Linked DNA regions of Mus musculus: regions 1, 3, 4, 5, 6 and 7 are each linked to region 2. Evidence: chromatin contacts called from public Hi-C and HiChIP or PLAC-seq data. All regions are on one chromosome and are shown on one strand. Each heading gives the region's core, a stretch centred on a gene start, on an enhancer-like site or on the middle of the called end of the contact. The rest is flanking DNA. Distances are from core to core; before and after follow the strand shown.

Region 1 (3,440 bases), core at 329-2,828, 330 kb before region 2:
AGTGAATGTTAGCAATAGTAGGACAAATAAGTCAAGGAAAACTGAACAAAATAAAATTTTGGTAGCAATTTCGTTTTGAAAAAACAAACAAATTTGTACCTTAGCAATCAATATAGCAGGATCCTGAGAAGACTGAAAGAGATTTTTCTCTTTGTGGCCCTTATTTGAGATTCATAGCAAACCTCTCACCTGATTCCTGCAGCAAAATACTTACATTGCAAAGTACTGAACACTGCCTAAAGCCCTTCTTTATTCCTGGCCACTGATTTTAATTGTACCTTCAAAAAAGATGGAAAATATAAATGTTTTTAACATGCTACCTTGTACAGATGATGATGGTGTATGGTACCAGTAACAAAACTAGTATCTTTTCCCCTGTGACATCTATACAGTCCTAAGTCTGCTAAAAATAATGTCAAGATTTTATCCAGATTATGAGTGTGTGTGATTGTAACTAAACTTCAGTTTTGCAGTAACTGAAATCATGTATATAGATATATAGATATGTGGGTGTGTGCAGGCACACAATGTGTGTATGTATCAAGTTAAAATAGCAAGAAGTATATAAGTAGTGATTAATTAGCAACCTGTAGAGAGTGCATTAAAATGTGAAGCCCCATAGTAGGAATATCAATATGAACTAACAATTACCCCCAGAGCTCCTTGGAACTAAACCACCAATCAAAGAAAACACATATTGGGACATGTAGCTCTAGCTGTATATGTAGCTGAAGATGGCCTAGTCAGTCATCAATGGGAGGAGAGGCCTTAGGTTCTGTGAAGGTTCTATTCCCCAGTATAGGGGAATGCAGGACTGGGAATGAGAGTGGTGGGTTGGAGAGCAGGAGGAGGGGGGAGGGAATAGGGGATTTTCGGAGGGAAAACTAGGAAAGGCAATAACATTTGAAATGTAAATAAAGAAAATATCAAATTTAAAAAGGGGGGCATGTAGAATGTTTATGTGTACATAGGAGTCTTGTGAAGTTTCATAGTCCACATATGAAGCCACCGTTTGGGCTTCCTCCATCGACAGTGCTGGGGCAACCTTATCCGTTCAGAGTGATAGATAATTTGCAGCTGCAGTAATAAATGCCCTTTGGATTACTTATAATGACTTGTCCTATTATCAAGGGTCTGGGAGAGATTGATGACAACAAATTAGAAAGGCATTTTTAACATTGTAAACATGGAAAGGGGTCACAAAGCCATGGGGTGACTTTATTAAGAGTGGACCTAGGTTGAGATTAAGATTTCCTCCTATTTTAAGGAGTTCACTTTGCTTTCCATCAAGATAAAAAAAAAATACTGCCGAGGGACATCTGGAACTCAAGTCAGAAGTAAACTTCAATTTACTTGTGGAAGGGCATCTATCTCCCTTGAAGATTTCAATACTGGAGGGATTTTGAACTTTTCTCTTAATTATAGATTTGTTTCCAATCATTTCTGTTGTTATGATTAAATGGACACTGTCTAACACTTGGTTCTCCTTCCGTGCACTTACATAACTCACTGGAGTGTCTCCCAGAGAACAAAGAAGCCTGTTTCTTGCATGAGTCAAATCCTACCATCTACTAATCTTTCAATAACAAACCCGGGTTAACCAAAGCAACTTGCCACTGGAGTTCCATGGCCATGAATTTGGTTTCCATGAATATAGTCTTTTATTCTAAATATCTAATTAGCATACGAATAGTAGCTTCTTGGACAGTATCCAGCCCATTCCGTTTTTTTGTGTAAATTGATAGAGATGAAGCTCACAGTTCCTCTAAGCTGACTAATAAAAACAGTTTCAATGTTCACCCTTTAGCCAGCACTATACATTTATAAAATCAGGTTTTCTTTTTAAATGGATGTTTCAGACAGAGTCTTTTTGATGACTTTCCATTATCAACAATTAATCAGATTAAGCTAAGCATCGAGGCTCAAATGTTATAAAGTAGCAGACATCTGAAATAAGGCTAAAAATCTCCATGGATAAACATGACTAATTTAAACGGGCCCAAGGGAGCTTTTTTGAGAAGGTTCAAATGCCTCCCGATGAATTCCACACTGTTACTCTAATTATTCCATAACAAGGCACAAAATAACAATCTCATTTCATCCTTATATTTACAAAGCTGTTCCCATTATCCTTATATTTCACCTGTTCAGGCACTGAAGAATTGCTCCTCATTGAGAGATTCATTAAAAGAGAATAATTATATTATATTTCACAGATTGGCAGAGAGAAAATGTATCTTTGAACAATTCCATTTCCCCGAAGAGTTGTTCATTTCAGAATTGCAGACAGGTCTATTAAGTATTTTCTACCCTTTTTAAATATGTCAAAGCTAACCATTAATACTGAAAGTAGTAATATTATTCTGATTTAATGAAGGAATTAGCTGCTATTTGTAAAATGTATTTTTGTGAATGAAACACAATTGTGACCATATTTTTACAAAACCATATTAACGACAAAATCACTAGAATCTTCATTTGCAAAATGATTTAAATTAATGGTACTTATCTTCAGATTTGTAGAATGTCAACTTGTTTCTGCCCTAATTTTTTTAAGTAAAAAATCTACATAAAAAACATTTTCTCACTAAATCTGTAGTGTTTATATTTTCAGAATATCTAGTTAGAATATGAGTAAGAGAAAACCCTTCCAATACCAGTCAATTTAATTTTTAGATTTTCATTTAGAAAAAGATTACAGAACTGTGGTTAGAAGTCTTTCATACTTTAAAAACACATGGACATAAAATATGGCCAATTAGAAAGAGCCCTAGGAAGCATCATTTTATATCAGAAAATGTTGGTATTATGAAATGAGTTAGCCATGGTCAGATCCAAGTATAGCTTTTAATATCCTTTAAGTCATTAAGAAAAAAATTTAAAATGTCAATCTGTGATGCTTTCAGCATGTGTCTGGAACGCTAAGCGGCAAGCCCATCTCTGCAAGGCCTCGGCAGACCAGGATTTGTTACATCCCACATGAAATGTTCAATCAGTCATGAGTGAGAATGAACCAGACAGCAATGTATTATTCAGTATACCACACTGAGTGACATGGGAAATAACACACAAAACACTATCTTCCCAAAAACATACTAGGGCTCTAGGATTATAGGCAGAAGGAAGAAAAATAGGAGAAGTAAGATAAGTGCATAGAAAAGTAGTTCAGATCTGGCTGGTTATTAACTTTAGGTGTGATTCTGCAAGCTCTTGCTTTCTCCAAGGAACTCACACGAAGGAGCAAGCAATCTGGCTACCAATATGCCTAGAGGGGCAGCTGGGTTTTGTCTTGAGATAATTACTTCCATCGTGCCGGAAGTCACATCCTGGACTACTCCGCTTAAAGTGTTTTCTTGTTGTTCCAGAATTTAAAATATTATAATTATTTGTGGTATCTTCAGTCTTAAAGTAGGCGTAAGGAGAGAGGTTAGGTCTCATCA
Region 2 (3,518 bases), core at 357-2,856:
ACAACAACAACAACAACAAAAACTTTTGTGGTTTGAGGAACTTGGGCCTTTGTTATGTATTTTTTTTCTCCTTGATCCGCCACGCCCCCAACCACGTGACCCAGAGAGATTGGGATTTTGTGAATGGAGCCGAAAGGTGGAGTGGGGGGGGGGGGGAATGGGCAACGCCCCCTGCTCGAAAGCATCCAATCCGCTGGCGGAGCGCTGCGGGGTCAGCAATAAACAACAATGGACTGGAAATCCACGGTTCCTCATTGGCTTCAGGGACAAGCTCCCGGGGCCTTTCGAGAAGCTCCGCCCTCTCCCGGTTGCTCTGGATACCTGTCCCGCTCTGGCCTCACAGAAAGGCTTTGGAAACTGTTACCGCCTTGTCTGGGGTTTGCAGACTGGCGGGTTACCCACGCTGTGCTCCCCTCTTCGGGTTGCACCCTCACAAAGTCTAGTAGCGTTCGAACGCACCCCTCGCCCGGGCTCTGATACTGTCCTCTCTCAAAGAGGACGCGCGCGGCGCCCTGACTAGGCTTGGGGCAAGCATTGTGTGTGCCCTGGAAGACTACACTTTTCCCTTGGTGAAGCGCAGAGTGGTTTTGTCATAAACTACGCTCTTTCTCGGCGGGTCCGGAGTACCAGGCGCGCACGCTCCCATTTTGATGTTTCCACCATGTTCCATTTAAGGGAAGAAACTTTCAAATAGAAATTGAGAACTGCAGCACATTGCTCAACGGGGCTAAACAGCTGCTGGAAAAGTCCTTTAGTCCCCAGCTCTGGTCCCCGCCAGGGTCTCAAGTGACTTTTAGCACCGTAAAGCCCCGGCCCCACTCCTCCCTGGCTTCCAATTCTTGGTAGGGCAGCGGCTGCAAAGGGGACACATCAGAACTAAGCTCTGTGGGCAGGCAGCTTCAGAGAGATTCTCGCTTCCAAAGGTCCCATCATTGTCCTTGTAACCCGAGCCCTCCCTGCTCTTCCCCCACTTCTTGGTGGAGGAAGTGAAATCTTCAAGTACAGTAAGTGACACCCTCCGCCTCTCTGTATACATAACAAAAGCTCCGGAAACGGCGGGGACGGGGGAGGGGTGCGGGAGGGGGGCATCTGAACTACCAAGTCCTCCCCCACCCCTCTGTGGCCACTGGAGGTTTTTTTCCCTCTCAGCACTCTCCAGGATGAATCTGATTTTTATACTTTCCTCGCCCACTCTGCTACGTACTCCTCCGGATCCTCTCTTCCAGCGCCACCTCTCCTTAGAAGCAGCTTCTCCCGCTTGCTTTCCTTACAATATTTTCATGTCCAACGGACGAAAGGAGATCATTTTTGTTGAAGATGTATTAAAAAAAATCTTATAAGCCCTATTACAGTGTTGAAAATGGAGAAAAAAAATAGCTTGGACCGAAAGCTTCTGAGGAGCAAGGCTGGAGCGTGTGGTGGGTGGACTCCGGGTCAAAGGTAGAGAAAAGGGATTGTGGACACTCGATCTGTACCCCAACCTCTACGACAGTGCTTTAAGGACATAATAATGGACCAAACAACGCTAGGAATGAGAACTGGTTGACTCGATACACTAGGTTTCAGTATCCCTCCGGTTTTAACAAAAACAGCGAGTTAGGAAGGAAGTAGTTTCCCTCGGTGGCTTTTCCTGGGTGCGGACCCTGCGACTTCTCCCAGAGTGGTCGCAAAGGCATAGGGGCGCAGGAGACCCAAGGGAAGGGGCCGAAAGCTGCCTGATTGACAGCCCGAAATCTGATCTTGTGAAAGAGACGTGGAGCCAATGGGAGGCAGCGATCCATCAGTTTGGATTGGAGGCCCCTGGAGGAGAAGTAGAGGAAAAACCACCGAATTCAGCTCTGTCAGAGGCGCTTTCGGCTTCCAAGGGGAAGTGCTGGGCAATAATTAATGTTTTTATTAAATTTGGAGGGAATTTTTTGCAGCCGTTCGCCTAGCGTGGCCTTCAGGTGGGTATTTCCAACAACTTTTTATGTCTCTCCAGATAATTGCATGGTTGTGGGTTGCAAAAACTATTCTTATGAAAGAGGTAGCTCCGTCTCTTTAGTCCCGTTAGGTGAAAAGCAAGTCTCGTTGATCGCCATTGCTAGTTTTGCCCACGTTTGCGAATCAGAGCCGCCTGGGGTACACTGACCGAGCAGGGAGCATCCAGAGTGTAAATAAATACATTGCCTCTTGTTAGGATTTTTGATACGACCGAAAGTATGTAAATTGTGAACTCTCTTGGCTCTCTTTGGATCCAGGTGAAGAAGGCGGCGTAGGGGAGGGTTATTTTTGTGAATGGGGCTGTCGAGGGTAATTAGCTATGCAAATGCAAGAGCTTCATTCATGATTTTTTTTTTTTTAAGCCTAAAAGCCATCTTGTTCCCCTCTAGGTTGATAGAAGTCCAGATCCCGAGGAAATCTCCAGCTAAATGCTCAAAATATAAAACACTGAGCTAATATTTGCGAAGAGGAGCAGAATGGATGGATTTTATGACCAGCAAGTGCCTTACGTGGTCACCAACGTGAGTGATCAGTTCGAAAGTTGCTGTTTATAAACTTGACTTGGACGGGGGTGGGGAGAGCGAGAGATGCGAAGGGAGGGGGCAGGGGGTTGGGACTGCAGACACTTTATCTGCTTTGTTGCCACTGTAGGGCGACTCTGCTTCTAGAAGCCCTATCTACAAAATGAGCTTACCTTTGAGTGATTCGGATAAGGCATAGTTTTGTTTTAAGACCTCTTCTTCTGGTTAATATGTCCACGATGAGTGCAAGAGGAGACGGAGGGCAGCAACAGCTGCACTCAAAGTTTGTGGCTGGGTTTATCTGCCACATTGAAAAGAACGAAGTTGAGACAAATGCTGACAATTTTGTGTTTACATGGGGTGTCTTGGGGGGGGTCTTCCCCCTCCCCTCTCATTTTCTCACTTTTCCCAGTTTTCCTTTGGCTTCTCTTATTACGGGTGGGGGTGCTGTCTGAGAGAATGGAATTCGCTGTTTTAATCTGGAGTTGATTCAGAAAAAAAAAAAAAGAAAGAAAAGAAAAACATTAAGCGTTTTAGCTTAATGTTTTGATGCTGAGATTACATGTAACTAGAATGAGGATAAGCAGGAGTGTTAGGACATGCTCTGGGAAGCAACTCTCCCTCCTCACTGCCTGCCGAACTCTCAGCCTGAGCCTCCACTGTCAAAGTCAGACAATATGTGTTGGAGTTCTCCTGTGAACTTTTTCTTTTCTACTCAGAGAGAGGATCCAGTAGGCTTAAGTTATGTATGCATTTTTTTTAAACGTGTGACATCTGAGGTTTATATTCTTTTAAAGGATTTTATCTTTCCCTTTGTAGAGTCAGCGTGGGAGAAACTGTACCGAGAAACCAACAAATGTCAGGAAAAGAAAATTCATTAACAGAGATCTGGCTCATGATTCAGAAGGTGAGGTTTGATTCTGAGCTGAACGCCTCTTTTTTCACTGATACTTTTTCCCCTCCAAAGGGGGACATCTTAATCTCATCGAAAAAATAGTAGACATTGAAATATGG
Region 3 (3,302 bases), core at 384-2,883, 310 kb after region 2:
GCAATATACTTGTGTGTGGACTTTGGAAAAGCTAGATAGATGGAAAAGCAAGAAAAATTCATTGTAACTCTATTCCTCATTAAATTAATATATGTAGTTCCCTTAAAAACTCACCTCTTTAATAATCTTAAAATGTTACATGTTATATATATATACGCATATATGTAAATGTATTTATATATATGCCTTTAAGTGGTAGTCAAATTGTAATACCCATTTAGCTAATAATAGTTATATAGTCTTCATGTAGAAAGCATCTCTTTTTACCTCTAATGTTGTCTTAAAAACTCTAGTTTTTCTAAGTATAATGAAAAGCATTTCTACTTTCAAATTTCAGATTCAATAGTTTATTATTTTTGTGTTATACTATATTTTTCATAGAAAATAATATGTTTTTAATTGAAATAGAGTTTTATCACTTTTTCCTTTTTCTCCCTTCAGTCCATTCTAACTACCTTTTCTAAACCCCTCACATGTCTGTTCCCTGTAAAGTTGGTAGTCTATTTTCCATTGATAATTTCTGTAGAGAAATTATAATCCAGCGATTTGGCTGCTCTGGCAATCATCTACAAAGACCTTCTAGGTCTATATGATCCGGCTGGAATGCAGAGATGCCCACGATTACAGTATGATTTGGCTAAACTATAAACACACCCTTAGTACACATCTTTGATCTCTAACAATGAAGGTAATGTTAAGTTTGTAGAAGCAGCAGCCACGTTTGATATTGATATGTAACTGAAATACATAGGGATAAATCAGAGAAAGTTTTGGTAGAATAAGCCAGAGATAGGCTATCCCCTGCACACACAGAACAGCACAAGAAAGAGAAGCTACTTAAGAGCAGCAAGAGAGAGATTGGGTGTGCTTTGTGTATTTGATAGTTTTCCTGGGACAGTTTTACAGAGACAGGCTATAGAGGGAACGATCTAGACACATGTGAAGACAGAACCTGAATGAGCCAGAGAATGAGAGGAAGAGTAGAACATATTACCAATGTTAGTATAAGGCCAGGTAATTCAGTCAGAAGCTGAGAGAAACTGGATTTAATCAGTCAGCTTGGAATTTTCGATTGTAAGGAGGTTAGACATTTCCATCCTAGGCCTAGGAATAGTTACAAGAAAGACAGAAATGCTCTGGCTCAGCCCAAGCTACATAGTTGTACAGCTTGGGTAAGGTTCTCACCTCATCACTTCACCTGAGGGAATAAAAGTGGCATTTCTGAAAACCTCTTCATTTGAGCGAGGGTTGGCTGGCCACTGAGATCTCAAGATTTGCCTGTCTCAGCTCACTGTTGAGACTCTAAGACTCTGGTGAGCTTAACTTACTGGAGACCCCTGAGTGAACAACACAGAATTGGGGAAGGAGCAAAAGCAAGAAAAATTTTATTGTTCTAGCATACTGGGGTCTCCAGGCACACAAAGGAGAGAGAACGGCCACACACAATCCATTCAGGGGGTTTTATACAGTTTTCAGAGCAGCAGCCATTAGGCACAATGAGATTGGCAGAATAGGGTGACTTTTAAACTGATTGCTCTTTAGGGAATGGCAAGGACTTCCCTTGTCTGTAGGTGGCCAAAGCTCATTCCTTCGACCCTAAGGAATGTGTTTACATGTTCTGGGCCTCCCCCACCCCAGGTGGCAAATGGTCAGTCCCCTCCCCACCCCACCTCCCCCTTGTTGTGGTCTGAGGAATGTAATTAAGCCTCTCCCTTCCCTTCCGGAGAGGAGGGGCACCTAAGTGCTTAAGTGCCCCAAGACTTTTCTCTTCCAGGAGGGAAGGGGTCTGGTAGAATTTTCCAACTGTGCTGGACTGACTTCCTCAAGATTACCAGCATGAACGCGGGTCTTAATTTTACCTCCTCACTGAGGATTCAAATTGGGGTCCTCATGCTGACAAAATAAATGCTACTATCCATTGTTACATCTGCCCACCTAGAAATAAATACCCTCTCACCCACAAATACATTTTAATAAATATAACAATGTCATTAGTATTAAAATGGTCATAGTTTAAGATTTTCTAAGCCTTCATCATCCATCTACACCAACTTTTACTAATCTATTTGTGAAAACACTTGGTGGAAAAATTGAAATGGCAATTAAGCAACAAACTACACTGTGTCATTTTCTCAACTGCATGATTTCTTTATTTCTCTTTGTTGTTCTAAACCTTTTAGCAGAAATTCACCATATGTATGAGTCTGCAAAAGATACTACCTTCAATATAAGGGCTAGCTAAACATTAACATACATTACCAGAATTCCAGGAAAGCACGGATTCACAAAGAACAGTATAGCTAACATACATTGGAGCTCTAAAATCAATAATCTATAAACCACATTTAGCTTGCTGTTTGTTTTGTAAATAAAGTTTTATTGGCATGTAACATTTATTTTTTGTAGTATCTCTTTCCCTCCTAAAACAGCAAAAACAATTCTTATATAAAATGTGTGTACCCCACACTAGTTTATTTGATATTTGGCCCTTCATAGACAGTTTGTTGATCCATGGTTTAAATGACATAAATTTATATTATATATTAAATTGTTTTACAGAGATCCACATACTTATAATTTTAATTTATATTTTTGTTTGCAATTTATTGTTTAGAATGTTGTTAAATTCATTTAAATTTATTTAAGAACAAAAACATAATTATTTAAGAGTTAAAAACATACATAGCAATAATGAAAAAATATATTAAAACACTTTAAAGTACACATTCTACAGTATGAACTCTTGGTTGAAAATTATTCTAAAAGATTGGTGGCATGTAGCAGACAAAATTATAGAATGATGGTTTGATGACTATAGATTTTAAAGGCCTGTGATGTTTGGAAATTAACTTATCCATGAAGAATAACCCTATACAAGATATATAGATATAGAGCTAGATATAGAGATATAGAGATATAGAGATATAAAGACATATAGACATATAGCTAGCTAGCTAGATAGATAGATATAATCTAATTTTGTAAATAATCTGTGCTATAGTACCATCAACACTCTACCTGTAAATACTCATATGCATTCTATATGTTACTCTTTGATAAAAAAACAGAAATTTCAACATTTTGGCATACTTATCACAACTGAAAACAGATAATAAGTTGATGTGAGACTCACTTAAAAGATAAGTCTATTTTAACCTATATATGGTGTTGAGTCAGACTTCAACCTCAGTTTTACCCCTAAAATGTTTCATGAACGCTCTTAAACAAGCAGAACAAATAAAGGGAAGCATCCACATACAACAACCTGTCTTTGGATGAAGTATAATGTCAATTGAGTCGTC
Region 4 (3,590 bases), core at 613-3,112, 450 kb before region 2:
TTCAACTATATGAGGCTATGGGGTCATTCTCTTTCAAGTCACCACAGAAGACATAATAGTTTCTTTGTTTTCTTATTTCTAGTTGAACTGGCCAACCAAATTACCAGCAGGAGATACAAAATGTGGAAGTTGAAAATTAATATTGTAATATTCATGAATATCTTCATCAAAAGTTGCCTTGGGGTGAATATTTTTCCTCTCATGGTCACAGGCTCTATATTATTCTCTCTGCTATGTCTGGTAACCAACCCCTGACATTTTACCTATAGACTTGATTATCAATAAGCCTCAGTTACATACTCCAGTATTTGACATATCATATATAATTTTCCATAGTCATCCTTACAAAGTGATTTTTTGTGCCAATTTCAATGATGCAAGTACTACAAGAACATGTTCAGTTTCATTGAAGTCATAATAACGTGCTCCTTTCTCTCAGGTTAGAGTGATAACTTTCCCAAAGGGCCCATCACAGACAGAGTTAAGTTAAGGAGGTGATGAAATGTCAGGATTTAAGTTACATATAATTCTTATCTCACATATAAGTGTCACCTTTTTCTGTAACATGGTAACAGAGAATGACATGGATGCGACCAGCTTCACTGAACTGACCAAATTATGGCAAATTACAATATTAAGCTGTCTCTTGAGAGACTATGCTGGGGCCTAGCAAACACAGAAATGGATGCTCACAGTCAGCTATTGGATGGATCACAGGGCTCCCAATGGAGGAGCTAGAGAAAGTACCCAAGGAGCTAAAGGGACCTGCAACCCTATAGATGGAACAACATTATGAACTAACCAGTACCCTGGAGCTCTTGACTCTAGCTGCATATGTATCAAAAGATGGCCTAGTCAGCCATCACTGGAAAGAGAGGCCCATTGGACACACAAACTTTATCTGCCCCAGTACAGGGGAACACCAGGGCCAAAAAAATGGGAATGGGTGTGTAGGGAAGTGGGGGGGAGGGTATGGGGGACTTTTGGGATAGCATTGGAAATGTAATTAAGGAAAATATGTAATAAAAAAAGAACAGAATTAATACTGTAGAAGAACATAAAGGAAAGAATAGTTGTGATGGATATGACTAGAAGCTGATTCTTTCATAACGAGCAATTCTTTCACTTTATATACACTTATATAGGTGTAACTATATCTATTCAAAATCACACAAAAACTACAGTTTAAATAAAACTGTGAAACTTACATTATTTTCCTTTAATAGAGTTGATATATTTCATTTTTCTTCTTAAATTATATTAATATAAAATAAAACTTTTTATGTTAAGGATATAAAAACAACTTAAAGGAATAATATATATATATTATTAGGCAATATATATTTAATATATATATATATTAAAATTAGGCAACACTAAGCATGCTTTGAATCCAATTTACTTTTAGGGACATTTCTAGCATGTTCATGAACCACATGAGCATCCTTTGTAAATAAATTATGTTGTATGGAATCACTGTGTTTAATCATCACTGCAACAGAGTGGATATATTTTCTTTAAAAATATGGAGGCTTTAACTCTAGGTGAAAAACCAATCTGTTGACAGGCATGGGGCCTAGAACTGAAAGACTGATCTCGATTCAGTTTATGTATCCTAGAAAGTTAAGCTGATTTGTTTTTTGTTCCCTAGGAATGACAATACATAGAGGTAGAAAGGGTCAAATTAAAATGCTCTCTTTGAATTTTCTTAAGTGATCTCTCATTAGAGAATCCTAAGTGTCTCTAAAACAATGGCTGTTAAGCAAGTTGGCAACAGCTAGCAGTATTTCTTCAGTCCCCTTGGAATTGTGCCAGAGGGACAGGATCCTTAGCAAAGTTGGTCTGAATTCTCCTTCAAATGAACACCTGCTGTCATTGTCCAGTATCAATGCCACACTCAGAAGGCCAGCTCTCTTTGCGGTGGAATCTATTGAAAGGGCAAAAGCTTGCCTGGGTTGCACCAGGGCTTTATTTCCCTCTCCTTTTCAATTTTCTGAGTGTCCTGGATATAGAGATAATACTAAGTTTATCACTGGCTAGTGGGCATGGTAATGCTCTACATAAGGAGTTTCCTCAAATGTATTCCTGTCTATTTAAATGTTCTTTGGTTTCCATTTCTTTTCCTTTCTCTTTCCCTACCTAGCTTATCTTATATTTTCAGGACAAGATTTTTATTGCAAAAGTATATACTTTAAAGAAAATCATCCTAAGTGAACTATAACTGGAAGAAACAAATAATTCAAATAAAAATATTTCAATGGTATTCTCCAAATTGTCAAGAAGTATTGGCTCTTCATTCTCTTAGGCATTGAGTCTCTTTCCTTTGCCTTTGTGTAACTGCTGGGTTTACACAGCTAGCTGGTACTCCAAGTTCATTTTGTATTAGTAGAAATAAAGTTAAGACTGATGCTTTTTTAAAAAACAATTACAGATCAAGGAACATGTATACTACCAATAGCTTGCTTTAAGTTTCTGCATAATTGTATAGCACTATAAGAAAAATACATAATCTTAATGTTACATTGACTTATTAGTGAGTATTTATAATACTTGTTACAAAATATGCAGGCTATTAGACCAAAAATAAGTGAACCATATTGTCCATGTTCTATTTTTGTTTCAAAATTGCTTATTAGAAACATCAATTCGTGGAGAATGTTATGAGTAAATTTTATTATAAGTGATGTTTCTATGTTATTCTATCTATACAGTTGTGTCCTTTTTCTTGCAAAATAACTCAATTACTTGACAATTGATAGTGTGTAAAATGTATATAAATAGCTGCAGCTTGCTCTGTCTTGCAGAGAGGGACTCTGCCATCTGCAGCTCTTGGTCCCTCTTGTTAGTCCTTGTGCTTTGTTATGTATGAGCAAACACATTAGCTTTTTCATTTCATTCATTAGGCTCTTAATCCTTGATTAGTGTTTTCAAGATTCTTTCAAATTCACAAGTTCTTTACTTCTTTTGAGTTAGTTTTATTTTTCCTTTTGTCTTCAGTGTGAAGCAAAGTTGTCATTCAATCACAAAAGCTCTTTTCTATTAATGATTGGTAAATATATTAGTCTCTCATTTGAGTGATTAATTATATGTAGCTGAAAATGGGAAAATATCTCCTCAGTTGAAATAATAAGGCTGCTTAATATTGGATTTAATAGTCTATGCTCCAAAGCTTGAGTCACAGTCCTCCACCAATATCACACACTCCGTTAGATTCTTCTATTAAAGAGAAATTGGACTAACAAAAAGAAAGTGGCACCCATTAGGCTTCAGAACCATAGTATTTAGCATCTGAGAGATGAGTTATATTTGTCACCAAGTCTTGGTGACCTCGCTCTGTTGGTTTTCTCCATTATAGGAGATGGGTCAGAAAGCTGTGTGTGTTATGACCAGTTATTAATTACACATCAGGGCATACTGAGCAAAGTCTGAAACAAATTATTGCACTGCTTTCTTAGATCACCAGGTTCTCATTGTACTTTTACCCACAATCAATCTCAAAGGAGCAAGAACATCTTGATGTCATAATTTTTCAACTTAAGCCATCCTTTTTTACTCTTATTTAGGAACATGGTCAACTGCTCTTTGACATT
Region 5 (3,482 bases), core at 672-3,171, 400 kb before region 2:
TTTCAGCTAAAGATAGCATAGAAGATATCAACACACTGGTTAAAGGAAATACAAAGTACAAAAGAAATAGTTTTTTTTTTTAAATACACCTAAATAATTTTATATTTGTCTTCCTGGTTCTAACTTCTATAGCAAAATCATATAGAATAGACATTTATTTTGAACCCAGGTCCTCTAGTAAAGCACTCAGAGAGGAGTAGCCCAAGAGAGTGCCTCATATAACCAGTGAATATGTCCAGATCAGACCCCATGGGCAATATCTCACATCACTTAAATCAATTGTTCAAGAGGTCAATTAGCTTAAAGCAGGAAGTAAAAGCTTTATTTTTTTTTTTTTGTCCCATCTCCCACTTTGTGAATCTCCCAGTACTCCTGGCATTAGATAGTCTCAAAGAGAATCAGTTTACTTCATTCTAAACACTTGCAGGTTGGTTTACCTTTGGTGGGCTGCAAGGAAGGGACAGTGTGGACATTTCTTTCCGGTTTTGCACATGCAACCAACATTGAAAAAGTCTAGGTAAGGCTTGAGGAAATAGTTTTGAAGTGTGATTTTGACAAGGACAGCACACAGATCTACAGTTTTCATCAGATTTCCCTATGCTTTGTACTAGGGCCAGATAGTATTTTTCTATAGTTGACCAAAAATGTATTTCTAAATTTATTTGAATTTATTTTACACTGAGATTATTTAACCTAAGTATTAAGACGTTAGCTGTTAATAACCTCAGCTATTATTTTGAGCCAACCAGACTCTGATAAAAAAATTTGTTCTTTGCTTTTCCTAAAGAGTTAGCTGAGGTATGGGGAGTGTTTTCAGTGGCCTTTGTAGTTACTCTTTCACCAATACTCATGAAAGAAGGTGCCTTCCCCTCTTTCTCTCTTCAACAGTTTCTCTAATAGAAACTGTACCTCTTCGGATAATCTGACTTCTCTTAAAGGCACCAACAAAAAAAAATCTATCTTCTGGTGGGTGACTCTGCCTCTAGAACACAGCAGTATAGAACAACATCTCCCCTAATGGTGCTCCTGCCTGCAATACAGAGTGGTGACTTCCTGAGATGACTAATTGTATTAGGCTTCATCTGTCCTAGTTTGGGTTTGTCTCCAGTCCTGAATGACAGTATAATGTTTGTTGCTTTAATTTCTCTTTCCAAGTGCTTCTGGATTACAGTGATCTTTGTTTATTTATATTTTGGCAAGAGAGACTCCTTCCCTTTCACATCTTATCCCAATGATTATCTCCTACAAATGGTCCCTCCTGTCCACACCTTACCATACACGGAAGCCCTTGATTCCCTGAATGTTGTGTTCTCCAATTTGATTGTAGCTCCTTGATGACTGAAACCTTATTTACCTTGATTATTGCTGTTATCCTTGGCCTCTGGAAAGACACATATTAAACCTATGATGCATCTTTCCTTTGTAAGTGAAAAAAATTACTAAAGACAATCCGGTAATAGCCTTCATAAAAACAACCTCATATTTCTTACTATAAGCTTATCAAAACTACTATGATGATCCAAACTTAATAATTTAGAAATATAATTTTAGAAAGATTGACTAGCTTGTAAAATGTAAATTATTTCAGAAATCATAATAGCATAACTTATTAAAAATTAATAAATTGAAGATAATGTATTTCAAAAGTATCATTTTGTTATTCCTAATGATATTTACAAGGTCATATAGCAAGCATTTCCCACATTTGTTTGCATATGTATTATCTTAGCTATCCAGGTCTGCAATTATGACTAGGATTACTCGTTTTTGAAAGCTGGATGAAGTGAATTTGAAATCAAGAATTGGGTTTTAACTCTATATTGTATGTGAAGTCTAAATCTGTTCTCTTGTCAACATTTAAGATGTTAGATATGAACTGAGGAGGGACCAGATTCTGGTGGTTCTTCTGGTCTCAGAGATGTGTGAGATGATTCCAGGAAAGATTATAGAGTGAAGCTTTGGTCTCTCTGGTGTTCGGTGGTCACAAGAAAAGACAGAGTGAATGACAGAGACTGAAAAGGACCAGCTACTGGAAAGCCGAATGTGCAAGGGAGCAGGAAGGAGCAATTCTGCAGAATGCAGAATGATGAGGCACTTTAAGATAAGATCAGAGCAGAAGATGGCAGCTTTGGTATAGTGAGGATCTTGAGAAGAGAAAATATTACTAATTGTGGTGAAGTAATGGATAAAGGGCTGGGATGTTTATAGGGCTGTAGTTCTGTTTTCTTCAAAGGCTTACCTTCTAGGACACAGAAGAGTATTTGACAAATGTTAATTTTATGCATCTGCATGAAGCTGAATATTGAGTAAAAAGGGTTTTTGTTTTTTTTTTTTTTTAACATTTTTACTGGTGTATGCTACTTTTCTTTTGGCAGCATGGACAAGTCCCCCTGTAGATATGCTGCTGCCTGAGTATTTTGTTCCCAGCAGAATGAAAAGGTTGTGGTGAAAATGGCATGGCAGTTGGTAAAGAGAAAGTCATTGTAGCATTCCCTGTTTCCTGTTAGAAGAGAAAGATTGACATTGCTTCATCAAGACACACTTCCAGCTGGGGCAGCTGAGATGTTTGTGTGATGTATCTGAGAATATAGATATCTAACTGTTCTTAACTCACTCTGTTCAGTGACTCTTCAGTTGTCTGTGATTTTAAGTAGAAAGGATCTCTTCACACTCCCTTAGTCAATAGCTATCTCTCTAAGCATTCCCACTTCTCTGTGACCTAAGTCTATTGAATTTCTAAAACTAGTTTCCTCAAAGGTAGGTACTTTCAGCTGTGTTTTAGTAGGAGGGTTTATCTATTGGCTCATTGACTGAAATAAAGTGTGGTTGGTGGGACACTGGCTTATAGTGAGCTTGCCTTTATATAAAGGGAAAGTAAAAAACTATCTTGAGGGAGTTAACACAGCTGAGATGAGATTCACAGACAATGAGTTCAGAGGGCTGTCAGTTTGATTCTATAGCTCAGAAAGGTTCCTTGTTTCAAGAACAGACCTTGTCAAAGGGGAAAGAGAACATGCTAGTGAAGGGGCAAGATAAATATCAGAGGAGTTACATGTAAATAGTTTCCGACATCTTGACTTGAGAAGTTTACTTCCTTTTTGAAAACTAATGGATAGAGTGGGACCCTAATTAGGGTTCCCTAAGAGTTCTCCAATAGGAGTCACAGGGAGTTGATCGAGATTGGCAGAAAGGAGCATAAATTGATTTGATCACTAAAAGGGCTTGCATTTGGGGCTGATTTTAAAGTGGAAAATGTTTCCCCAAAGAAAATATATATCACAGGAGAATGAGAGGAAGAGAAGATAAAGAAAATTGAATGTCCGTCACTGATCAATTATTCAGAATCAATTATGGTTTGCTAGGGAAAGCGAGCTGTGCCAAAGCCAAACCAAACTCAAGTAAGCACGAGGATTAATTACTCCCCTCCTTGCACAGGACTAGAGGGAAGAGATAGGATCTGCCAGTAAAATGTTATTGCTCTC
Region 6 (3,648 bases), core at 776-3,275, 290 kb after region 2:
TCCTTTCCAAATTCCAATCTTATCTCTATGCATTTGTGAAATCTTGAACTTGGTCCCCAACAGTTCTGCATATAAAGAATATTCTATCTTAATCACTTGCTTTATTTGAGAAGAGTCAAAATTGACATGATATAATGCATGTGAGATACTTGTATTTTTCTCAACTTCCTATGATTCAAAGTACATCCTGGAGCATTCATAATACCTATAATAAAATCTATTTGATATTTATGCAAAATGTGTAGCATGTCCAGTGAAAACTAAACATTTGAAAGGATGCTTCCATATACAGGATCTACTTCCCTAAGCCTTTTGGAAAGAGGGTTAATATCATTGTTAAAATTCTTCTAAAAGAATTTATCACATAAAACATTGTGGCAATTCAATAAACTCTAAACTCTTTATTTCTAAGAAACAAATATAATTGTTGACCACCAGATGGCTCCCATATTTTTAAAAAATTGTCAGAAATAGTAGAAACTACACAAATAACCACAGATTAAATGGAAGTAAAACTGAAAGGGGAAAATAATGCAGCCCATGGGAATGTGAAGTACATGTAGAAAAAAAGGAATTTCTTTTTTATTGACAGCGTGTGAGCTCTGTATGTGAAGCACGGAACAGGGGTCCTTTCAGTAGTTTACTCATGTAGTAATTGTGTGTGAGTGTGTGCGTGTGTGTGCATGCATGTGTGTGTGTGTGTGTGTGTGTGTGTGTGTGTGTGTGTGTGTGTGAGTGTGTGTAGCTGGCAGTTAGAAAAACAAAAATTATGCAGAAAAATCCCTGCTCTCGACTGTAAGTTCGACAGCATGCTTGTTTCATATATTGTTTTGAACAATATAAATGTCCTATCTCAATCAGGACTAATATTCCCTGGGACAATGTATATTTTAGTGACAGACTACATTTACTGTCATCTCATCTATGTATCATTTTTATATGCCATTTAGTGATACAAATCAAAGTCCCTGCAACAACAAAAGTTTGAACTGTGTTAATAGCAGAGCCAGCCCAAGATGCGGGTCACAGCTCCTGGAGGGACACTGGTGGTACCCTAGATGATGTTTTAACTGATGTGTTATTCGAGGCTTAATATGTAAGCTATTAAGATAATAGACCCCACACTTGTCACTTTGACAGCTTCTTTAAAGGCTAAGCTGCCCAATTTGTCTCTCATTAAACGCTTTAGTACAGCGTAGTGATCCATAGTCACTGAGCCATTGCGATTTCAGAGCGTGCGCATCTATTTTGAGAATTTTTTTTTTTGTCAATAAAACAGGCATATGTTTCAATGAGTCATCTTAATAGAGCAAACTCACAAGGAGGGGTGAGCTGCTCTTCCACCCTGCCCATGAATTTCCTTACCTTTCCTTGTTAGCACAAAGCTTGCCCCTGGGCCTCCTGCCACTGGGAAGGCAGTCCTGGGCAGGCCAGGGCTCCTTAGCCCATATGGTTTTATTTGTGTTCCGCTGGCACAGTTATACTCATACAGTAACCAACATAAATTTTTAGTTTTATTATCACCTCTAAAAAGAGACAGAAATGTGAAAATTGAAGCCAGAAGGTTTGTATCACAGGATTAATTAGGCAGGGCCAAGTGGAGTCGCACTCCGCCTGGCAGTGAGCGCCTCAAGAAGGTGCCTGCCTGCAATTACCAAGCGCACGACGCAATTAAAACCCTGTTTCTTTCTCCCGAGGTGTTACTTGTTAGTTGATAAATCTCTTCTTTAAAATTCTCTGGGGATCTGAACTGGCTTGAGGTGCAATCTACCAGGGTAGATATTCATGAAAAATTGATTTAGCTGTAGCCCAAGTGCAATAGGTTTAAAATAAACCTGAAAGGAATGAACGGTGTGTTTCTTGGCTGACATTTTATTGGCCATTTTTTTTTAAATGCACAAAAGACTAGATAATTAAGAATTGGGACTTCATGGATCTCCACAAGGGGAAATGAATTGAATTGGTCTGCTGTCCCAGGCATTGCCTTCTAAGTCACTCTGCACAACCACACATCCGATTGACCTTATCTTCTGGCCTTTTTGTTCAATCTATGGATAAGATAGCCAGAAACGTCAACCTTGTATGCCTCCCACAGCCCACGGCCCTTTGTAATAGAAAGTTCCTCGGTATAAAATGATTTCTTGTTTCCCAATGTACATCCTTGTCCACAGAGATTTGAATCTTGGATCTGTTAGTCTAGTTCTCCCGAGGACCTTCTGCTTTGCGTGGTCACTTTGAAGGCTACATCAGGATCTTACGGTTGAAAAGATGCATCAGGGTACAGAAGGAAGCTCCAGTTGTCTTCTAGCAGCTAGTGTGGCAGAGTGGGATTTAACCACGAGTCCATAAATCACGCAACATACTCTTTCCTCTGAAATATAAATAATTTAAAGATGCAGCATGCACTCCGTACCTGGTGTGGAGGCCAGTCCTCTATCAAGGCATGCGAACCTGAGCTGCAGCAATGATCTCATACTTCCTGCTGTAAAGAGAAGCACGATATTTTTAAATCAATAGGCTAAAACCATCATTGTAAATGACACAGCTCTGCCTTCCTTTCCAAATGCACCATGTAACACAAGGGACACAAGAGACTGCTGGCTTTGAGATCTTTATGTCTTTGTGCTGTTTCTTAATTAAGGAAATTCGTTATAATTAAATAGTAATTAAGTTACTAAGTTGCAGCCTAAGTTACTTGATTATGTTTTATCCTCCTTTTGGGTCTTCAATAGATATATTCTTCCTTGAAAGTTCCTCCATGTAGTCAGTTGAGTCCCCAGTGATTGGTCATTCATGCCTTGGGACTGTAAGTATAACAGATATCCCCTGAGTGGTTAGAGTGTAGGACAGAAGTAGAGATATTTATCATCTACAGTTAAGCTTCATAATCAGTTGATTTGTGCTAAGTCATTTGTTGCAAGACTTGATTCAATCAGGCAGGCCTTTAAAATAGGATCTGTACATCAGAGACCGGAAGTAGCAGCTGCCCTAATTCTGGTTGCCCTGATGAGGCAAACAGGCACTCCATGTGTGCACTGACACACTACAATATGTGCTTATAGTTCTCAAGACCCAAGACAATGTTTCCTGTGAGAGACTGGAAAGTAGAAGATCCTATTGGACACGAGTTTCACCAACTGGGCCATTTTCCAAGCCTTGTTGCCTCTTAGCAGATAAAATTCCTAGTCATCTTGGTTTCTTTCATAGGATTTTAAAGTCGTGTTTCCCTCAGGGTCATTTGAAATTACTGAACTTCTATGACTCTTTCTCACTTTCTGTTGGCTGTGAGAATTAACAGATGAGTATAAATGGTTGTAACATAGGAAAGTACAAGTGTGCATTTATTAATGACATTTAATAGAATTTATGAGGCTATACATATTTTACTCTCTAATATTAATTTGCATCAACATACTGCTTTAATCTACCACTGAAATCCTAGACTCACCTAGGAAAATGAAGTCTTTTTTTTTTCTTTTGCCAAGCACTTCATCAACTTATTTGATAATCACATGAGAAAAAGTTAAATGCTAAGCACATGCCAGAAAGTTTACTACATAGTCAAAATATTGAATATCTTATCTATAAAACATTTTCACATTTCAGTGTTATGGAAAATATCAAGCAGTAGGACTATTTCTTATATAA
Region 7 (3,608 bases), core at 35-2,534, 480 kb before region 2:
TCCACAAATTGACTAGGTCTTTTAACTTTCTCTGTAGTTATGAGAGAATCCCAGAAAAGTTTATTTGCGAACCATTTTCGTATCAATGTTTTGAAGCTAGATGGGGTGTTATTCCAAAGAAAAGCCCGAAATCAGCAATTACAAAATGATTTTCAAATAAGAGAATTTTCTAAACCTCTTGCCCCATTGTTTTCTATATATCAAGACCAAGACGTGCCTGTGCGTTCTTAAATGAAACAACATCATGCAGAACATCAATGAGTGCACCACCATTGGTTTGGGGAAAGTCTGGTATTTTATTCCCCAATCAAAAATTCCTGAGTTCAAAATATCCTGAGATCCCAGAAAAGGGTTAATCATTGGAATACTGTACTTTTACAGACCACATTGTGAATTAGACATATTAGAAATTAATTACACAGTTAGAAGTGCCATAAGACATTTACACTTGAAAATTTGGGGAAGACTTACAGAAATATCTGAACGTTTCTGAAGGTGATAGCTTCCAAAATCACACTACTGTCATGAAAAATCTATGTAAGGAAGTGGTTAGAATTTTATATCGCATTAACAATCGCATAGTCCAAGTTGATGAATGATATCCTTTGAATACCAAGACAAAAGAAGCTCCAGGGGGAAAATACAAGTTCAATTCAAAATATTTCTCCACTGTAAACCTTGAGCCACTTTTCATTTGTCAATACTGAACTTTAATGAGTCCCGGATAAGAAGCCAGTCAATGGATATCCATTTAGCTAGTGATAATCTGAAGCCCAGCTGATTGTCCTAGCAGCTGTGTGACTTCATTACCATTAGAAAGGCGTGCAGCCAAGCCAGCTGGTATCCAAACCAGTACTCCATGCACGCAGCATATCTATTTGTTGGTTTACACATCAGAATTACACAGGCTCCATGAAAAGTTTGGAGCATAAAATAGAATCTGCATAAAGATTTAATTTAAAGGGCTTATCATTACTATGCCAAGTGCAGCTAGTTTGTTTTGTTTTTGCTATGATATAGTATATTGTGGTTGTTTTCGGTTTCCTCCATAAATGCAGCCTACATGCAAAATTTGCATTTAGATACCAACATAACTGCACATCATAATTTCCCAGTTAAGAAAACATCTTTTTGGTTGTGTTTGTTTTAGTGCTTACAACAGTGCATTTTCATTTTCCAAGGCAACTTTAATAGAAAGCAGTTTGGGAAACTTCTTAATAGCTAGTTTAGCTCACATCTGTCCCCTGCTCTGTACTCCTAATGGCACTCACTGCCTAGATCAGGCCTCTGTTAGCATTGTTTGGGACTTCTACAAACATTTTCTAACAGGACTTGGCTCTCTAATTTCCTCCCATATGATTCTATGTGACAAGGATCTTGAATCACACTCCGGCTCTCTGCAGCATTGCTCCCTAGTGCGATCTGGCTGCATTGCCTTTACTAGAGACAACTGGAACCCAGAAGCAGGTGGAAGGTGGAGTCTAAACCTCATTGCAGAGGCTTCAAATAGGTCTAAGAGCTACTGTTACCCACATTAACCACGACAAGCAACTTTTCTAATAGGGACAGCAAGTACAATAGTTGCTCCTTTGTGATAAATTAAAATGAGTCAAAATATGCATCATTATTTGTATGGCAATATATATCAAGGGCATCTAAGTCATGCATGTGATGATAACAGCAAACGAAAGCTGTAATTCAGAGTCTCCTCAGCAGTCTCTAGGTAAGGTGGATCATTACCTGGAGAGGATGAGTGAACAACTATTCAGTATTAACTATAAGATTTTTAAGAAGTGTGTCCTATTATGAGGAATAATATCAAAGTGGTTCAGTAGCAAGCACATCTTACTTAACCACTGGAATAGACAGAGGGGAAGAACTGAGTTGGTAAATTAGTGAGGTCAATGTTAAAAGCCAAAAACGGAAGAGATGGAGCCTTTCAAATATGAAGGTGCACCTGTTGATTTCAGTTTTCTGCATGTAAACTTCTTTCTGATGGAAGGACTGGGGTGGATTCGAGTTAAGGTAGGAAGAAACTCCCAGGAGAGACAAAGAAACAGTACTCTGTGATTTTTGTTCATTTTATACAAAGGAAGAAAATATCCTGGGGTTTCAATAAATGAAATAAATAGCAAGCAAAGTTTGTGGTTATTTGAAATTATAGCTGGAATTATAAAACTCGAGACAAGAGAAATTCATCATCTTACCATATTTTCAACCTGGTTAAAATTACCACTTGTTATATTTATGTAAAGTATATTCAAATTTTCGTTATCTGTACATAACATTTTAAGACTAGAAAAATACTATTTCCAACAATATTTCAAATTCCTGGATGAATACCAAATGGCAATAAAGTTGGGGTTTTCTTGTTTAGTCATATCACCTGCTGTGTAATGATTTAAAGGGACCATGTTATTCTGTAAAGTTTAGAAGGTAAGAATTGGAAAGTACTCAGCTTGATGTTCTGAGTGCTTTCATTTTGTTTCTGATTTGTTTGAATCAGGGACACAATTTCCAATAGTTAAAATTTAGATAATTCATTCTCAAAATAGTTTCTTCACCAGCATGTCTGGCACCTGTATCCTTGGCTATTCTCTCTCTAGTGTGTTCTCTGTTTCTCTGTTTCTCTCTGTGTGTTTCTCTGTCTCTCTCTCTCTCTCTCTCTGTGTCTCTGTCTCTGTCTCTGTCTCTGTCTCTCTCTCTCTCTGTGTGTGTGTGTGTGTGTGAGAGAGAGAGAGAGACAGAGAGAGAGAGAGGTATAAGTTGGAGGGCAATTTTTAAGTGAAATTTAGCATCTAATTGATACACATAAAAGCTGCAAGGCCCAAAAGGTTACTTTAATGAATTATTTTAGTAAAGCCTAGACTTAAAGGAATAATATACTCTGCTTCGTTTGGTGTGACAATGTGATTAAATAGAGAAAGAATGAGTAACAAATGCTATTCAATAAATTTGCAATACCTCACTCTTGCCCTCCAAATTTATTACCATCCTACATGCAAAATATATGACCACTTAAGGCCATAGAGTTCTCTCTCTTCCTCTCTCTTTCTAGAGACATTTGTTGATGTTCCTAGGTTCCCATGTGCTTGGCCAAGAATCAAGTCTTCCATAGTGATGTGTGACAATATAGTCACTTAGTGGCCAGTCATAAAATGATAGAGATGATGCCAGTACTCAGCTAACTTTCTTTTTTTCCCATTTTTCATCTGAGGGGTACCTAGTCTAGTAGGTATGGTGCTAGATCAAGGTTAGTCCTACACAAGTATACCTTCTTCGGAAAAGTTCTCACTGTAGCTCTCTAATATTCCTGGTAATCCTTAATCCAATCAAGTAGATTAATCATTAACCAGGAGATACACATTGACAGATGGTTTTGGTTTTTCATAGTTGTTTTTACAATCTCGTTTGGAGTTTTAGACACCATTCTTTAAACTCTTGGTTCTACTATATAAGTCCTTAATCCATTGTAGAAAAGAAAAGAAAACACAAAACAAAACACTATTTCCTTCAGGAGATTCCTTGCAAGCTATCTACCTGTAATGGGGTGAAGTTTCCACAATCTTTTCCATTTTATACTATCTCTACCCATTTTAGCCAAACCA

What was found. A called contact is a pair of places that touch in the nucleus more often than the background predicts. HiChIP or PLAC-seq counts read pairs in DNA pulled down with a chosen protein or histone mark.
Region 1: a contact with region 2 is called in an H3K27ac HiChIP or PLAC-seq map of stem cell-derived neural progenitor cells, with 3 times the contacts expected there. The contact joins the enhancer-like site here to the promoter of Etv1 in region 2. A contact is called at or near these places in 1 of 484 Hi-C or Micro-C datasets (neural progenitor cells) and 4 of 115 datasets of contacts at active chromatin or transcription factors (astrocytes, bone marrow-derived macrophages, neural progenitor cells and 1 more).
Region 3: a Hi-C map of embryonic stem cells shows a contact between it and region 2, with 4 times the contacts expected there. The contact joins the enhancer-like site here to the promoter of Etv1 in region 2. A contact is called at or near these places in 1 of 39 promoter capture datasets (pre-B cells), 2 of 484 Hi-C or Micro-C datasets (both in embryonic stem cells), 1 of 115 datasets of contacts at active chromatin or transcription factors (bone marrow-derived macrophages) and 3 of 9 other capture datasets (adipose tissue, macrophages and pancreatic islet).
Region 4: a contact with region 2 is called in a Hi-C map of stem cell-derived neural stem cells, with 2.9 times the contacts expected there. The contact joins the enhancer-like site here to the promoter of Etv1 in region 2. A contact is called at or near these places in 10 of 39 promoter capture datasets (the 3T3-L1 cell line, 3T3-L1-derived adipocytes, cranial neural crest and 6 more), 8 of 484 Hi-C or Micro-C datasets (frontal cortex, gonadal supporting cells, neural progenitor cells and 3 more), 12 of 115 datasets of contacts at active chromatin or transcription factors (a beta-TC-6 cell line, bone marrow-derived macrophages, embryonic basal ganglia and 8 more) and 2 of 9 other capture datasets (adipose tissue and pancreatic islet).
Region 5: a Hi-C map of the N1E-115 cell line shows a contact between it and region 2, with 4 times the contacts expected there. The contact joins the enhancer-like site here to the promoter of Etv1 in region 2. A contact is called at or near these places in 1 of 39 promoter capture datasets (hippocampal neurons), 2 of 484 Hi-C or Micro-C datasets (the N1E-115 cell line and cerebral cortex), 5 of 115 datasets of contacts at active chromatin or transcription factors (astrocytes, embryonic forebrain, embryonic hindbrain and 2 more) and 2 of 9 other capture datasets (adipose tissue and pancreatic islet).
Region 6: a contact with region 2 is called in a Hi-C map of the N1E-115 cell line, with 4 times the contacts expected there. The contact joins the enhancer-like site here to the promoter of Etv1 in region 2. A contact is called at or near these places in 2 of 39 promoter capture datasets (the 3T3-L1 cell line and pre-B cells), 1 of 484 Hi-C or Micro-C datasets (the N1E-115 cell line), 2 of 115 datasets of contacts at active chromatin or transcription factors (bone marrow-derived macrophages and embryonic limb bud) and 4 of 9 other capture datasets (adipose tissue, liver, macrophages and 1 more).
Region 7: an H3K4me3 HiChIP or PLAC-seq map of neural progenitor cells shows a contact between it and region 2, with 20 read pairs. The contact joins the enhancer-like site here to the promoter of Etv1 in region 2. A contact is called at or near these places in 1 of 39 promoter capture datasets (neural stem cells), 4 of 115 datasets of contacts at active chromatin or transcription factors (astrocytes, embryonic basal ganglia, neural progenitor cells and 1 more) and 1 of 9 other capture datasets (pancreatic islet).

What each region holds. Positions count from the first base shown.
Region 1 is chr12:38,448,878-38,452,317 of GRCm38.p6, forward strand. All of the region lies in intron 23 of Dgkb (diacylglycerol kinase, beta), which reads left to right. Among named protein-coding and RNA genes, the nearest start is that of Gm52011, 83 kb to the left of the region's middle. Within about 2 kb of position 1,579, at least 11 of the 459 cell types and tissues checked have an H3K27ac peak or open chromatin away from gene starts, as enhancers often do. A contact at or near this core is called in neural progenitor cells and stem cell-derived neural progenitor cells, where this site is marked.
Region 2 is chr12:38,778,476-38,781,993 of GRCm38.p6, forward strand. It overlaps Etv1 (ets variant 1), which reads left to right and starts at 1,607. Exons shown (of 13, transcript NM_007960.5): 1 at 1,607-1,946; 2 at 2,373-2,504; 3 at 3,324-3,411. The coding sequence starts at 2,460.
Region 3 is chr12:39,093,383-39,096,684 of GRCm38.p6, forward strand. All of the region lies in intron 2 of Gm34809 (a long non-coding RNA gene), which reads right to left. Among named protein-coding and RNA genes, the nearest start is that of Gm34809, 60 kb to the right of the region's middle. Within about 2 kb of position 1,634, at least 20 of the 459 cell types and tissues checked have an H3K27ac peak or open chromatin away from gene starts, as enhancers often do. A contact at or near this core is called in embryonic stem cells, where this site is marked.
Region 4 is chr12:38,326,124-38,329,713 of GRCm38.p6, forward strand. All of the region lies in intron 20 of Dgkb (diacylglycerol kinase, beta), which reads left to right. Among named protein-coding and RNA genes, the nearest start is that of Gm52011, 40 kb to the right of the region's middle. Within about 2 kb of position 1,863, at least 6 of the 459 cell types and tissues checked have an H3K27ac peak or open chromatin away from gene starts, as enhancers often do. A contact at or near this core is called in neural progenitor cells, neural stem cells, oligodendrocyte precursor cells and 2 more, where this site is marked.
Region 5 is chr12:38,380,495-38,383,976 of GRCm38.p6, forward strand. The region is part of intron 21 of Dgkb (diacylglycerol kinase, beta); the gene reads left to right. Among named protein-coding and RNA genes, the nearest start is that of Gm52011, 14 kb to the left of the region's middle. Within about 2 kb of position 1,922, at least 1 of the 459 cell types and tissues checked has an H3K27ac peak or open chromatin away from gene starts, as enhancers often do. A contact at or near this core is called in the N1E-115 cell line, where this site is marked.
Region 6 is chr12:39,072,301-39,075,948 of GRCm38.p6, forward strand. It overlaps Gm34809 (a long non-coding RNA gene), which reads right to left. Exons shown (of 3, transcript XR_381459.1): 3 at 2,165-2,482. Among named protein-coding and RNA genes, the nearest start is that of Gm34809, 81 kb to the right of the region's middle. Within about 2 kb of position 2,026, at least 12 of the 459 cell types and tissues checked have an H3K27ac peak or open chromatin away from gene starts, as enhancers often do. A contact at or near this core is called in the N1E-115 cell line and embryonic limb bud, where this site is marked.
Region 7 is chr12:38,303,212-38,306,819 of GRCm38.p6, forward strand. All of the region lies in intron 20 of Dgkb (diacylglycerol kinase, beta), which reads left to right. Among named protein-coding and RNA genes, the nearest start is that of Gm52011, 63 kb to the right of the region's middle. Within about 2 kb of position 1,285, at least 17 of the 459 cell types and tissues checked have an H3K27ac peak or open chromatin away from gene starts, as enhancers often do. A contact at or near this core is called in embryonic basal ganglia, neural progenitor cells and neural stem cells, where this site is marked.